Linked DNA regions of Rattus norvegicus: region 1 is linked to region 2. Evidence: chromatin contacts called from public Hi-C data. All regions are on one chromosome and are shown on one strand. Each heading gives the region's core, a stretch centred on a gene start, on an enhancer-like site or on the middle of the called end of the contact. The rest is flanking DNA. Distances are from core to core; before and after follow the strand shown.

Evidence for each region. A called contact is a pair of places that touch in the nucleus more often than the background predicts.
Region 1: a Hi-C map of the A7r5 cell line shows a contact between it and region 2, with 2.5 times the contacts expected there. The contact joins the promoter of Vwa5a here to the enhancer-like site in region 2. A contact is called at or near these places in 2 of 12 Hi-C or Micro-C datasets (the A7r5 cell line and Schwann cells).

The regions. Positions count from the first base shown.
Region 1 is chr8:47,706,468-47,713,677 of GRCr8, reverse strand. Vwa5a (von Willebrand factor A domain containing 5A) reads right to left here and starts at 1,292. Exons shown (of 19, transcript NM_001393948.1): 1 at 1,194-1,292.
Region 2 is chr8:47,185,533-47,192,880 of GRCr8, reverse strand. It overlaps the pseudogene Haus8-ps1. Among named protein-coding and RNA genes, the nearest start is that of Or8b101d, 11 kb to the left of the region's middle. Within about 2 kb of position 1,485, at least 12 of the 93 cell types and tissues checked have an H3K27ac peak or open chromatin away from gene starts, as enhancers often do. A contact at or near this core is called in the A7r5 cell line, where this site is marked.

The sequences.
Region 1 (7,210 bases), core at 43-2,542, 520 kb before region 2:
TGGCTCAGATCTGGCCAGCAACAGAGAGGTAGTAGGCAAGCAAGGAAGAGGAGGAGGAGGGGGAGGAAGAAAAGGAGGGGAGGAGGGACAGGAAGAAGAGGAGAGCAAGCACAGTAGCACAAGAAAGGACTTTCCCTGGGGCCCATGAAGGAGCCTGGAATATGGCAGAAAAATTTCTGGTACCAGCTAGAAGCTTATAGTAGGAGAGTCACCTAGGAGCAGCACAGCTGAAGAATAGACTAGACTGCGTCTGGCAGCAGAGATCTCAGGCTGACAGTGGCCACTGCAGGAGGCTAAGAGAAGAGAGAGGTATCAATTACAATGAAATATTTATTTCCTGATTCCAACCCCCTCCTAGTCCTCCCGGCTTCCAGAGTCAATCAGATGTGACAAGTGGTAACACTCCTTGAGTTAAAGACTGGCTACAGATAGGACCAAAGTTATAGCCTTAAACTGGATGCAGCTATAGCGGTTCTAACAGTAGTTCCAGTGGGCAGCTTAATTGCAGGCAGAAAGCTAGGTGAGTCAGCCTGCCACACCCCTGCTGTTTACAGCTTCAGGGAGATAGTGAAACCTGTGCTTCAAGCCAAGGAAAGTACTGTGTGGATTGAAGAGCCTTGAATAAAAATAGTTATCTAACCCTTAGCCTCTCCATCTAAGACCCCAGCTCCAGATATGTACAGAAGGCACAACTTCAATTTCCCCAAGAGCTGTAGGGAAGGTTTTATGGGCTGCAACGGATCAAGGCGGGTGGATAATCAAAGCTGCACTTCGATAGGAAAAAGTAACCTGAAACCAGAAGAAAAGAAAAAGAAAAAGAAAAAGAAAAAGGAAAACAAACAAATAAACAAAAAACTCTTCTTGTAAACTGAAGGAAGAGGTTGAAGAGGGAGGTCAGAGAGAAACAGGGCTGGAGTGTGGAGAGAAGTAAGGAGGAGGGGGAGGAGCGAGGGAGAAAAAAAAAATTTTTTAAAGTTTTCCAGCCGATATCGATTTCCAGAAGGAGGCAGGGAGCAAGCGTATGAATCTGAAATTGAGGTAATTTATGTACTAACAACCAAGTAAAATCTTCTGGAAACACACCCCAGTGTGAGTTTCTGCCCCACAGCAACTCAGACCCCACGGTTTCCCACTAAAAGCCATTTATAATAAATACGTTATGCTGTTAACTAGGAAAAAAAAAAGGCTTTTACCCTTTAGAGAGATCGGGCAGGACTCTTCCCAGAGAGAGCAAAGTTCAGCAATCACCAGCCTCCTGAAGTCTCAGCAGCTTCGGAAACCAAAGTGAAAGCAACTTAAGCAGAACTTCCAGGAAGACCCGCCCCCTTTTAGGGACCAGCTATAAAGTTACACTTGTATGAGCGAAGGGATGGACTGAAAATTCTTACCGAAAAAGTGAATTTCTGCTTCTGCTTTGATAGGATGAAAAGTGTTTTGTTTAAAATTTAAATCAATTGCTCAATTTTTTTTTCCCTCTGCATGGTCTACTCAGACACTTGGAGAAATTGAAGATAGTCAAAGGTACAGGATTTGTTTTTCAAGGTTGAATGCTGAAAATGTATTATCTAGAAATTATATAACTATTGGGTTTCCGAACCTGGAACAAACACTTGAAGTACATATTTAACATACCAAAGCAGACCTGGCCTCCAGGTTGTCTCAATATCCCTCAGTTCCTACATGGCATACCTGACACTTAACCCTGAACATTTCAGCCTGGGCTTCCCCTTCCCCAGAGACGCTTTGCTACATAATTCAGACATTGTGATCTCTCCCTCTCTTTTCTCTGCTTCTCCTTCTCTCTCTTCTTCCTCTCACCCTTTTCCTTTTTTTCTGCATGCTTTCTAGTTTTCTCTCTTTCTCTTCATCCTTCCTTCTATCTCCCTCCCCATGGTGACTTTCCTGATCTCCTTTACAGCCAGGGAATTTGCCTGCTCAAGAACAGTTTCCCAATAACCCTGCATTTACATGTATTTTTAAACTGGCTTGAATTGGATCCTTTCTTTGTTTGAGAAATAACATCATACAGCTCAGTAATGAATTTGCTCACTAAGAGCATCCTCTCTCTGTTCTGCATCCAACTAATAGGAAAATTATTGAGTATTATAACGTATCATTGGCTTTAGTCTATATTTTGTACCCAGAGACAGAACACATGATGCTAAGAAATATTTTTCCTCCTAAACTTATCCCGCTAAAATGAACTTGTGTCTATAAAATGATGATTAAATCTGTAACTACTTGGGCTGTTTTAAGTTATAATAGTTCAAAATGGGTATGAAGCTACCACAAGCATATACAAGTGTGCATTAAAGCATAGTGTGAGCTCAGATTTCCTTCTATGACTAATGGATATCTTTATATGCCTGACTGACTGTAAAAGGGAATGAGTCTGTTTGGGAATCATATCCTCTACAGTGTTTCTCCTCTCCACTCTAACTGTTCTCCACTGCCTGCAGTATCTGTGCGGCAAAGTCCTTTCTCTGAGCCAAGTGGATTTAAAGCAGAGCTCTTTCTCTGAGCCAAGTGGATTTAAAGACTAGGACTTGAAGTTGGCTGCAGAGCAGATGAAAGTGTTTGCTTGGAACTTAATGCATGAAGGAGCACATCCAGGATGCTGGAGATCTACGAAATAAATATGTAAAATAAAAGTATACATGAAATTAATGGACTTTTACCAATTTTAAGCATGAATGAATTTTATTTACAAGCTCATTTGTGCTATGTTTAAAGTGAAAGAAAAGTTGAATCATTTCCTATCACACATTCAGTATAGTTAGCAATCAAGTATTTTATGGAGACACATGATATTCACTCTTTGGCAATGTACCTGGCCGTGAATCAATTTAAATGGAACAGAAGAATACACTGTGTTTCTTAATCATAGACATTTTCCAAGAAATGCATGAGCAATTTCTTCACAGTGCAAAGCCTCAGATGCTGTGCATTGCATCCATTATCTCAGCACAGCGCTTGATGCAACCGGGAGACAGCGAAACAAAAGCAAACAAAGCTAGCATTGGTACCATTGCTCATTGACAGTTTCATTTTTTATAAACAGTGGCACAGTCATATACAGTGGGAAATGCATGAGTCTGATTACCAGCAGAGCTCCTTAACACAGCCCAGCAATATGGACCAGACTGATGCAATCCCTATCCTTCTATCTCGAACCATTTGATTTGGTAGTTTGTATGTCGCACTTTTTGGAACTTTTTGCACTATGATTCATTTTATCTCTTTTCCTGAGAAAATAATGTCTGAGTCTTTGTAGGAAAAATCCTACAATTAACGTTATCTGGCCACTCTTTGGGAGCCTTCCTTTTGCCCTGGAGATCATTAAGCTCAGATAAGCACTGAGCTAGATGAGGTCATTACTCTTGGCATTTTCTTAAGGGGTCTGCCCCTGAGCAAATTCACAGTATAATTGGTGGGGGAACAACTGACAACCTCTTACTGGCCAGAAGACTTGGCTACAGGTCAAGGTCTCCTTTCATTGTAGGCTTAAGAGCTCTTTGAAGATGTAGTCTAAAGATTGAGGACCTACAGGGTATACACCTGGAATCCAAGAATTTAGCTTGACTTAGTAAACTTTTAGATTTGACTAAAATAAACTTTTTGTACTTCATAGCATAGATAATGAAACATGTAGTAAAGGAAGTTAGGTATTTGTATTTGCTGTTCATAAAAGACCAGTTGAGATATTTTCTGTCTGAAGGGAGTGCTTTCAAATAGCAAACATTTTCAATGTAAAAGCAATTTGTCATATAATAATTGTGCTTGCTTTATAGGAGATAATTTTAGATTCTTTAAATTGGAGTTCTAGGGTGTATAACTAGAATCGATCTATTTGTAAATTCTAATTGTGTCTGATATTGTAACTGGACATGTAATGCAAAATCAAGCTTATAATCTGAACCACTTGGATCATCATTAGTCTGTCATTGCTCTGAGAAACTTGTATAACTAAGGAAGCACCTGGTTCCTAGCAAGTCAGAGCTACAGAAGAGGTCTTATTGATAGTCAGAGGTGTGAAATTACCCTGACCATCCCCGGACTCCTTCTCTCCTCAGGGAAATATCCGCCTTCCCCTAGGAAGGCTAACCCCTCTGGCAAAACAGAAGGAGTAAATGTATGGTATGGTATAATATAGTAAACCAGTAATTTAGTCACTCATTACTGAAATTTCTTTTTGTAAATATATTCATTTTAGATTGCTTTTCACATAGAAAAATTAACTCTTCTATATTGTTTTCCTGTTAGTAAATGACAAGTAACTATCATAGTTAACTATCATAGTCTAGGCTAGCTATCTGTTCTAGTGGGAACGTAATATTTTGGTGTGTGGGGAAGAAACTTTCAAGTAGTAACTTTCAGCCACTGGACTGTCAGATAGTGCTTTGTGAACAGAAAAGAGAAAACTTTGGTTTTACTGAAGCATCATTGTTCCTTTAAATTGTGAGATGAGATAGATAATGATGTCCTTCTATTGTCTCCATTCTATGACTTTTCCTCTTGAAGGTAACAGCAACTGCATGAATTTTTTTCTCTTGTTTTCTAGAAAGGCTTCTCTGATGCTTTATGGCCACATGTATTAGAGAACTCTTGCCATATAATCAGTGATGACTGAATTCTTTCTGTTCCTGTATATTCAAAGGCTTCAAGAATGGCACTAAGGGGGCTAACACAGAGCTCTCCAAATAATGACTTGTGTTCTGTGTTGTGTTACATATGTCCACAAGTATAACATGAGACTGCATACTCCTTACTACAGAGCATTAGCACCTAATCCTAAGCCTGGCTGCACCACATCTGTAATAGCAACAGTGCTATTACCAATAACATGAAGCAGTGTTGGCATTGCCAGTAGCTTGCCCTGGAATACATAAGGGGATCATCTAACTATAACATCAGAACTTGTAATGAAAGACAGACTCTCCCTCTTTAAAATGTAGACTACTAATTTCTACAAACTAAAAACTGCTCATTGTATTCCTTTTACCATCTGACAATATCCATATTTGTGTACCTATTAACATTCAATATTTTATGTTACGTGAAATATGTATGACTTATCAAATGCCCTTTAACACATGTAATCAAAACTTTGGAATGATTAAAAAGCATAACAAAGTATGTCCTTTCAGGAAATATTTTGTAATTGTATCTAGAATATAATATTTTAATTTAGCATTTCATATATGCACACAAATGACATTAAGTGTGATCAAATTAGTATGTAATGTAAAATAGTATGCACAATATTTTCATAACTAGAAAAGGCTTCCATCATGGTGGATGGAGAAGTCTTTAGAATGTTAACAATTCTGAGCTTCTTTATGTAGTCCTGTCTTTATTCCAGAAGCTCCTGGTAGAAAAGTCATCTTGACTCCGCCCACTCCAGCATTTTAGGAAGGAATGCAAATGTTTAGTTGTTATATATGTCCCACAACACATGGTTATAGTCAGGTCCAACACTACGTCATCATATGGACTGTAGTAATAATGCCGCTTTTCATGGTTAAATGTGCCTTAAAACTGAGCCTTGTATTGGATCACATGCCTAATTCCACGACTTGGTCCTTATTAATGAAAAATATGTATCCTAATTCATTCTGTTATTATGGATTTTATTTTTAAAATTTAATGGGTAGATTTTATCAATTTGAAAAATAGTCTTCACAAAGTAATCACCCCAACCAACAATTTAAAATAACCCAAAGCATGTTAATTGAAAATTTTATTGCAACTCTTTTCACAAAATTTTGTCAACAAATACTAATTAAAGCATTAAGTATAATTTACTTTAAAAGATACTGTGAAAGTGCTTCCCAATGCTATTTTCCCATTTTTAAAGTGTTGAACTAACCTCCATAGTCTTGTTAGGGAAGTCCCATGGTTCCATAGTAATACATCTTGCCATTTGCAATGACATGGATAGATCTCAATAGACATGAGAGGCTCGATAGACATATTATGCTCAATCAAATAAATCTGCCTTTAAAGGACAATAACTTCATTGTGCTCTCATATGACATGTCTGTAATAGTAAATCTTATAGAGGAACAAAAAAGAGTGACTCCAAGCTCAGGGAGTAGGAAATATGCAGTGCTTCCATGAATATATAGCTATAAATGAGAATATGAATATAGTCTTGGTGTCAGTTGTATTACTTCGTACCTATGGTTAAGAATATGGTGTGCTATAGGGAAAGAATTTCCTTATCACAAATAAATAAGAAAGCCGACAAAAAGGAAAATAATAAGAGATACAACAGACTATGTAGAGGGTGGATAAGTTCATTATTCTAATTGCTACCATTTATCGGAAGAAAAACCATTTAGGTAAATGACCTGAGGTCTTTCTGTGTTATATCTGTCTTCTACCCACACTGATTAACATAAACCACTGGATTCATAGGTATTACAATTTTTTCTTTTTCTCTTTTTTCTTTTTTTTCACATCTTATTCTTATTTTAATTGGATATTTTGTTTATTTACATTTCAAATGTTATCCTCCTTCTAGGTTCCCTCTTCCCATTCCTCTTTCCCCTACTTCTATGAGGATGCTCCCCCTCCCACCTCACTGCCCTAGCATTTCCCTACACTGGGGAATCAATCCTTCAACAGAACCAAGGGCTTCTCCTCTTATTAATGCCAAACAATGCCATACACTGGAGCCATAGATCCCTCCATGTGTGCTCTTTGGTTAGTGGCTTAGTCCCTGGGAGCTCTGGTTGGTTGATACTGTTGTTCTTCCTATGGGATTGCAAACCCCTTCTGCTCCTTCAGTCCTTTCTCTAACTCCTCCATTGGGATATTCCTGCTCAGTCTGATGGTTAGTTGCAACCATTCTCATCTGTATTGTTAAGGTTCTGGCGAGACTCTCAGGAGACATTCATATCAGTTTGCTGTCAGTAAGCACTTCTCCGCATGAGCAATAGCGACTGGGTTTCGTGGCTGCATATGTGATAGATCCCCAGATGTGACAGTCTCTGGATGGCCTTTCCTTCAGTTTCTGCTCCACTCTTTGTCCCTGTATTACACCTTTAGACAGGAATGATTCTGGGTTAAATTTTTGAGAAGGGTAGGTGGCCCCATCCCACATTACTACAATACTAATATATTTATTTCATTAATGTGCAGTGTTAGAGCTTGGCTACTGCAAACCTTGTTTGATCTTATCTATTCCCTTGTTACACACTCAAAC
Region 2 (7,348 bases), core at 236-2,735:
CTTTTATCTTAAGAAGCTTGTCCATTTCAAAATGTTCCATTTATTTATTGCTGTTGTTGGAAACTGAGCCATTGGTGTTCTGTTCAAGACGTTGTCTCCTGTACCAGTGTGTTAAAGGCTATTGCCCACTGTTTTTTTTTTAGACTTACGGTACCTGTTTTTACAATTAATCCACTTGGAATTGAGTTTCATGCAGTGATAAAACTGATCTGTTTCCATTCTTTTACATGCTGACGTCCAGTTAGTCCAGCACCATTTGCTGAAGATGCTGTCTTTGTTCCATTGTATGGTTTTGCCTTCTTTGTCAAAAATCAAATTTTCAGAGGTGTATGGGTTTATTTCAGGATCTTTGACTCAGTTCAATTAATAATTATGTCTGTTTATAACCAGTACCATGCAGTTTCTATTACTACTTCTCTGTAGTACAGCTTGAGGTCATGGATGGTGATACCTCTAGAAGTTCTTTTATTGTTCAGGATTGTTTAGTTATCCTGGGTTTGTAGCTTTTCCATATGAAGTTGTTAACTGTTCTTTCAAGTTCAGTAAAGAACTGTGTTGCTATTTTTATGAGAACTGTAGGTTGCTGTTGGTCATATGGCCATTTTCACTAGGTAAAGCCTACCCATCCATGAGCATGGGAGATCTCTCCATCTTCTGATATATTCCTCAAGTTTCTTTAGACACTTGAAATTCATGGAGTACATGTATTTCACTTTTTGGTTAAAGTTTAACAAGATATTTTGTACTATTTGTAGCTATTGTAAAGGGTGCTGTTTCCTTTCTTTCTTTGTCAGCCAGTTTATAGATAAAGAAGAGCTACGGATACAGTTAATACTGTATCCAGCCACTTTACCGAAGGTATCTGTAAGAGTGTCTGGTAGAATTTATGGGGTTGCTTATGTATACTATAATATCATCTGTGAATAGCAATACTTTGACTTTGTCTCTTTCAATTTGAATCACCTTGGTGAGCTTTAGTTGTCTTATTGGTCTAGCTTGAACTTCAAGTTCTATATTAAATAGATAGAGAAGGAGAGTTCACACCATTGTCCTATTTGTGATTTTAGTGTTTTGCTTTAATTTTCTCTCCATTTAATCTAATGTTGTTATTGGCTTGAGATACACACACACACACACACACACACACACACATACATATATATATATATGTGTGTATATATATATATATATATATATATATATATATATATCTTTTCTTATTTTCAGCTATGCCTCTTGAATCCAAGAGTTCTCCAAATCTATTAAAATCTATAAAGGGGTGCTGGATGTACTGAAAGGCTTTTTCAACATCTAGTGAGATAATCAATGTGATTTTTTTCTTTTAGTTTAGTTTTAAAGGAAAAATGTATCTCTACATGGCAGCATGAGTTTAATCCCAGTACAGACATTTTCCTAAGCCTTAGGAGCTCTAAGTTCCCGAAAGACTTGCTGCATTCCCCTTTAGCACTGACTAACTATGAGAGCTCCACACCCATGGAGAGTCATAAGATTCTGGAGGATGTGAGTCACAGGCTGATGTAACTGTGTACAGCAAAGGATTTTCGGTAAAGGTCAAGTGGGTGTAACAGCTCAGCAGGTAAAGGCTTTTGCCGCCAAGCCTCATGACCTCAGATTGATCATCTGGTGAAACTAGAGAACTGACTCCACATTTTGTCCACTGCTCTCCATGTGCATATCATGGCACAGGAACACCACAAACTACATAAAATGTAAAATGCTGAAATGCTAAGAGAAGATTCCTATGGTAGGAGCCTCCTACACCTGAGACTTCCAACCCCGAAAAGGAGGGGGTAGAGAGTGAGGATGCACAGTGCACACAGGTCAGGACAAGGCCATGTTACTGAAGCCTCCATGAGCGGTGGGCAAGCTCTGGGGCACTCTGAGGGACAAGAGGAGCTTCTGCAGTTTGTAGAGTTACAGGGTCCCATGTTCTCCCATGATTTGCCCCCTGCTGCAGGGAGAAGCCAACACCAGAAGCCTCCAGCTCCCAGCCCTGCTTTCAACATGTAGGTGAATCCAGAAGAGGTTGGAATTCCCTGGATCTAAGTCTCAGGTGGTTGTGAGCCACCTGACCTGGGTGCTAGAGACTGAACTCAAGTCTTCTGCAAGAGCGGCAAACACCTGTGAGCTGCCTGGCCCAGCCAGGGCTATGAAATGGGATTTATTGTCATACTGAACAAGCCCAACAACAGTTTAGGTCCCTAAAAGCCACATAAAACTGGATGCAATAGTGTCTGTCATCCAGCATTTCCCACAGGGAGATAAGAGCCTAAAGTAGACAGTCTCTAGGATTAGGGGGAAGGGCTAGCCTAGCATACACAGCCATGGATGAGAGGTAGAAAGTGAGAACCTATGCTCAGGTTGTCCCTGACTTTACACGGGCACCATGGTATATACAGGGACACGTGAGCACTTGTACTCACAGAAACACCATACAGACATAGGTGAAAAAAGAAATAAAGACAAACAATATTGAAAATACAATATACTGGGGCTGGAGAGCTGACTCAGTGGTTAAGCTCTTCCAGAGGAGCTGAGTTCAATTCCCAGCAACCACATTGTGTCTCATAACCATTTCTAATCTCATCTAATATCCTCTACTGCTGTGTCTGAAAACAGGGAGAGTGTACTCATATGGACAGAATAAATAGTTTTTTTTAATCCTTTTCTAAAAAAAAAAAAAAACTCTTCTATGACACATGATCATTGTGTGATTCCAAATGTCGCTAAGTCAGTAAAGTCTTATTGCTACCTGGTCCACCAGTCATGTTAGCCTTGGTAGTAGAGTGGCAAAGTTGAAGAGTTGCTGGCCATAGTGGCCAGGCAACCTAGAAAAGTTACCATTTGCAGAGAAGGCTGTGTTGTATCATAGTCCTCTACCCCACACTGCTACCTCATCCCTATGAATAGAGCAAAAGAACAGGTGAGGAATGTTCCAGGTTTCTTTCCTCTTTGATTGCATTATTAACCCAGTCCCTGTGCTACATGTAGCCTTGTCAAATCCTCTGTCCCATCCCTAAGTCCTCATACCTGTCAGATAAGACAGGGATCTTGCTTTGGGGGAAGCTCTGGTCCCTCTCTGTCCTAAGAGGCTCTGAGCCATTTCTGAAAGAGAATCATCTGAGGATTGAGGGAAGGTGTGAGGAAGATGGTACTCTTCTTCTGGTGCCTCTAGTAGGAGCAGCCCACACTTGGGCCCAGCTCCCACTATCAGAAAAAGGCAGAAGGCTCTGGTCTTTACACAGCTCTCTGGCTGGATGAACAGTACATTTCTCCAGTCTTTCTTGCAGAAAGCCTGCTGCCTCTGGTGCAGGTGTGGTTCCCAAGACAAAGGGAAGTAAAGTGAAAAGTGAGGGCGCCCAGGATCCTTTAAAAAAAAGGGGGGTTATCTGCATTGTCTTCATTAATGTTTCTGTTTAATTTTTTGTTCCATGTGTATTAATCTCATTGTAGGGGTGTGCATGCCAAAGCATGGGTGTTGAAGGTAGAGGAAAAACCATGGGAGTCACTTTATCCTACCATGTGGGGTCCCAGGCTCTGCACTGAGTCATTGAGCTTGGTTACAAAGAGCTTACATGCTGAATTTCTTGCTAGCTCTGATTTCTGGGAGAGAGTCTCATAGAGCCCAGATTGGCCAATCCTGATCCTCCTGCCTCAAAGTATTGCCATCTACTTCATGAAAGGATTGAGTTATTGACACGAAGAACTAGGGGTGGGCAGAGGTGCAAGACTGAGGCTATCTCTGCTTAGTGGCATGCCTTTGGGGACTGATAGTTTTCATCACTGAGGTGTCATTTGACTACAGTGGTCGTCTGGAAAGATGGAGTCTCTTTTGCCATGGCATCAGGCTCTCAAGAGAGGCCTTGAAGGTGGAGGTCTGGAGGCCAGGCCTGCATTCCACTTCAGAAGCTGCATTCCCCACTCTGGACAGTGCTGTTAGCACAGGGTCACATATCCAGTTCTACCCTGAAACCTTCTGAGCCACATGCAGTTTGTTCTGAGATGCAAATTCAGGTCTCCTGCAAGAGCAGTGAGTGCTTCTCAACCACTTACTCATGCTTTCCTTAATTATACTCTCGACATGGGACAGGCATGACACACATGTGGGGGTCAAACCCAAACCGGGGGGGGTTCTCTTTTTGTATCAGAGAGGGCCTGAGAATCAAACTCAAGCCCTCAGGTTTGACAGTGATGCCTCAACCTGCTGAGTTTTGGGTAGGGGTTGAGGGTTTAGTCCTAGGGATGGAGCCCAGGACCTCACATATGCTAGGGAAGTGCTTAACCACTGAGCTACATCCCCAGCAGATGTTGGTTTGCTTGCTTATTAAGTTGACAAGGACAGAACTTGGGCCCTCACCATGCCAGAGTAGCACCCTATCACTTAGTGGCCCCAGCCTGGTAGTCTTGTTTGTAACCTCGGCTATGTTTGTACGCTGTCTGATTTTATTAGTATAGCCACATCCTCAGGGTGACACAAACTTCATGGAGACTCCCACTGTTAGATATCTGCAGACAGGTTTCAAATGAGAACAGGCAACCAGTGCAGAAATCTCACAGTGTTCATGTGAACTACATGGAATGTAAGTCCAAGATGACAGACTGCTCAGAACACTGGTGTCCCCACTGTTTGACGTAACCAGGACCACAGATTCCAGTCTTTCATCTCACCTGAAGATCCCTAGCCAGCATGGTGGCAACATACCTGTCATCCCAGCACTTGGGAGCATCTCCTGAGAACAGGAGTAGGAGGACAGCCTGGGCAACCCACCAGATGTTACCTGCAGGTCTAGTTCCAGACATAATCCTAGCATGCAGACATACCAGCCATGCAGGGAAAGCAGCATAGCACACCAGAAAGCCAGTGAGGCCCATGTTTCTCTGACTTGGCAGCTACTAGCTAGCAATAAGGAATAGGGCTCAGAGTGCCCAGAGGCTGTGACACTGAGGGTTTCAGGGACCCAGCAGCAGGCCAGACTGTCTCAGCCTGGACTCACTACTGAGGGAGGAAGGAGCCCTGAGTCCTGGACCAAAGCTGCTGGTGGCTCCATGTCCTGGGCTGCAGATGGCTGCTGGGTTCAGGAGCAGTGTCTTGGTGGGGTCCTGCTGTGCTAAGAGAGTTCAGTAGAGCTTCTGGGGGATAGAGAGGGAGCAAAATAGAATGGGGAACCAGTGTAGAGATCTTAGAGTGTTTGTGTGAAGCAGAGCTAGGAAGTGGGTTGCAGGGGAAGGGGAGCAGCAGGCTGTGTCTTATAGAGCTGAGTCAGCCCAAGGGCGGAGTTGTCAGAGCCCAGCAGCATGGGGTAGGAGAGTATCTTAGGGGAGGGGCTCCTGTCCTTCCCAGACAGTCTCCATCAGAGACTGAAGGGATGGACCTAGGAGGCAAGGGGAATTAGGGATGAGGGAGAGACTGGGGAGTTGTGGGAAAAGAATACACCTAGGAGTGAAGCAGGGCCCACAATGTGGGATGGCTGAGGCCTGGCAGAGTTGGACCTTGCTGATCCTACATTAGGCCAGGCCAGAGGGTCCAAGCTCCAGCAGCCAGAAAGGAAGCCAAAGTGTGTGAGGAGGCTTGCATCAGATTGAGTCTCATGAGGGTCCCACCAATGGTCAAGGCAGGAATTGTCGAAGGAGCAAGATTGTAGGCATAATTGTCCTCACCTCTGAAGGGAATAGGTGGCTATGGCTCTCCCAGGTACTGACGGTGCAGGGACAGTAGACCTATGCACTCACCTCACTGCCACTGGGCTGCTGAAGGCTCTTCTTGCCTTCAGTTTGTTGTTGTATTAACCTGCTAGCTTCATTTCTTGAAAAGCTTGGTGGATGAGGTGTAGAGGAACAAGGTCCAGCTGAGAGGAGGGATCTAGAGTGTTCTGTGGTTGGCAAACAGGCTCTGAGATCTGGTCTGTGCACTCAAGCCAGTGTGCCTGTTTGTCTTATCTGTAGGCTCAAGAGGATTGAATTGACCCAGGATCAGAATGCCACATGTGGCCTGTGTTTTCCAAGCTTTTTCATGGTTGCAAGCTCTGGGCAAACTCAGTTGGCCGTTTACATCATTCCCTGAGATCTAGACTACTGAGATGGATCTTGGAGAGATCCCTAAACCTATGCCAGCACAGCAGTGACATCATGGCAGTATCCTCTAGGGTTCCAGGGCTCGATCTTTCTTTTTATTTCCTCTCTGCTGATATGAGGAATAAGATGTCCTATAAAACAAGGCTAAGCCTTCCCAGAACAAACAAGGCTTCCTCAGGGATGGGCTCATCTGAGAAGGCATGGGATGTTTTGTTGCTTAGGTTGTTTCATGGTGAGTGAGAAGTGTCTAATACGCACACATGTAGCTGCTTGGGAGCTAGTGAGGTCATAGGACCCCCTAGATCTGATTCTATAAATGATTGTGAGCCTCCATGTGGGTGCTGGGAACTGAACTCTGGTCCTCAGTCACTGGGCCATCCCACTGGCCCCTGCCTCTCTCTTTCTAGAATGTTTCTGTACTTCCTCCTACTTGATGTCTTGATGCCGGCTCCTAGTCCAAGGGCCTATATACAAGATGCATTCTATAAATGTTTTATAAACACTAAGTATCCTGTGAAGGTTACTGTTGCCCTGTTCATAACAGGAAGGCTGAAGAATCCAGTCTGCAGCGAATAGAAGTCTGGGTGCTTTTCCTGTCATTCAGCATGAAGGGCCAGTCCTGCTTTTCACTGTAGGATCCTGGTTATGCTCTGGGTCTTCCTGGTGCAGTAGTCATGTTCTATGACGAACAATGTGTCTCCTCAGGAGGAAGAGTGGTCGAGTCACAGTACCTGCAATATGACAAGAAAACAAAAGCGGTGGTGAAGTCCTTTACTCCCAGAGACACTTGGAGTGGGTGAGGTGGAGGGCAAGTAGGCAGCCAGTCGAATTCTGTACGACACTGTTGGGGCCTTTGTCAGGTGCCTCTGTGACATCCAGACTTGGACACAGTGACGAGTCTGGGTAGTGTAGAGTCAGCATATGTAAGTCTCCATGGTCTATAGCCCCTGTACCTCCTCACTGGTCCCCTTGCTTTTGGGACCTCTATTTTGTGAAGTCTTTTCTTCAGGACCATCCCCTGGATCATCCAGGTGGCTCCTAAGAGATAGGCATTGACAGCGGATATTTGGTATTGATCACAGGCAAAATTGTCATAGGGCTTTTTGCCATCCTACCCAGAATGCTGTGAAAGGCCCCACTTAGGTGCTGTTCACTTCTGGAATGTTCTGTGTGATATTTTCAGCTGTGAATGACAAGACTAGCAATTTTTACTGCTGCCCACACAGTCCTCCAGCACCCTGAAAGCTGCAGTGCC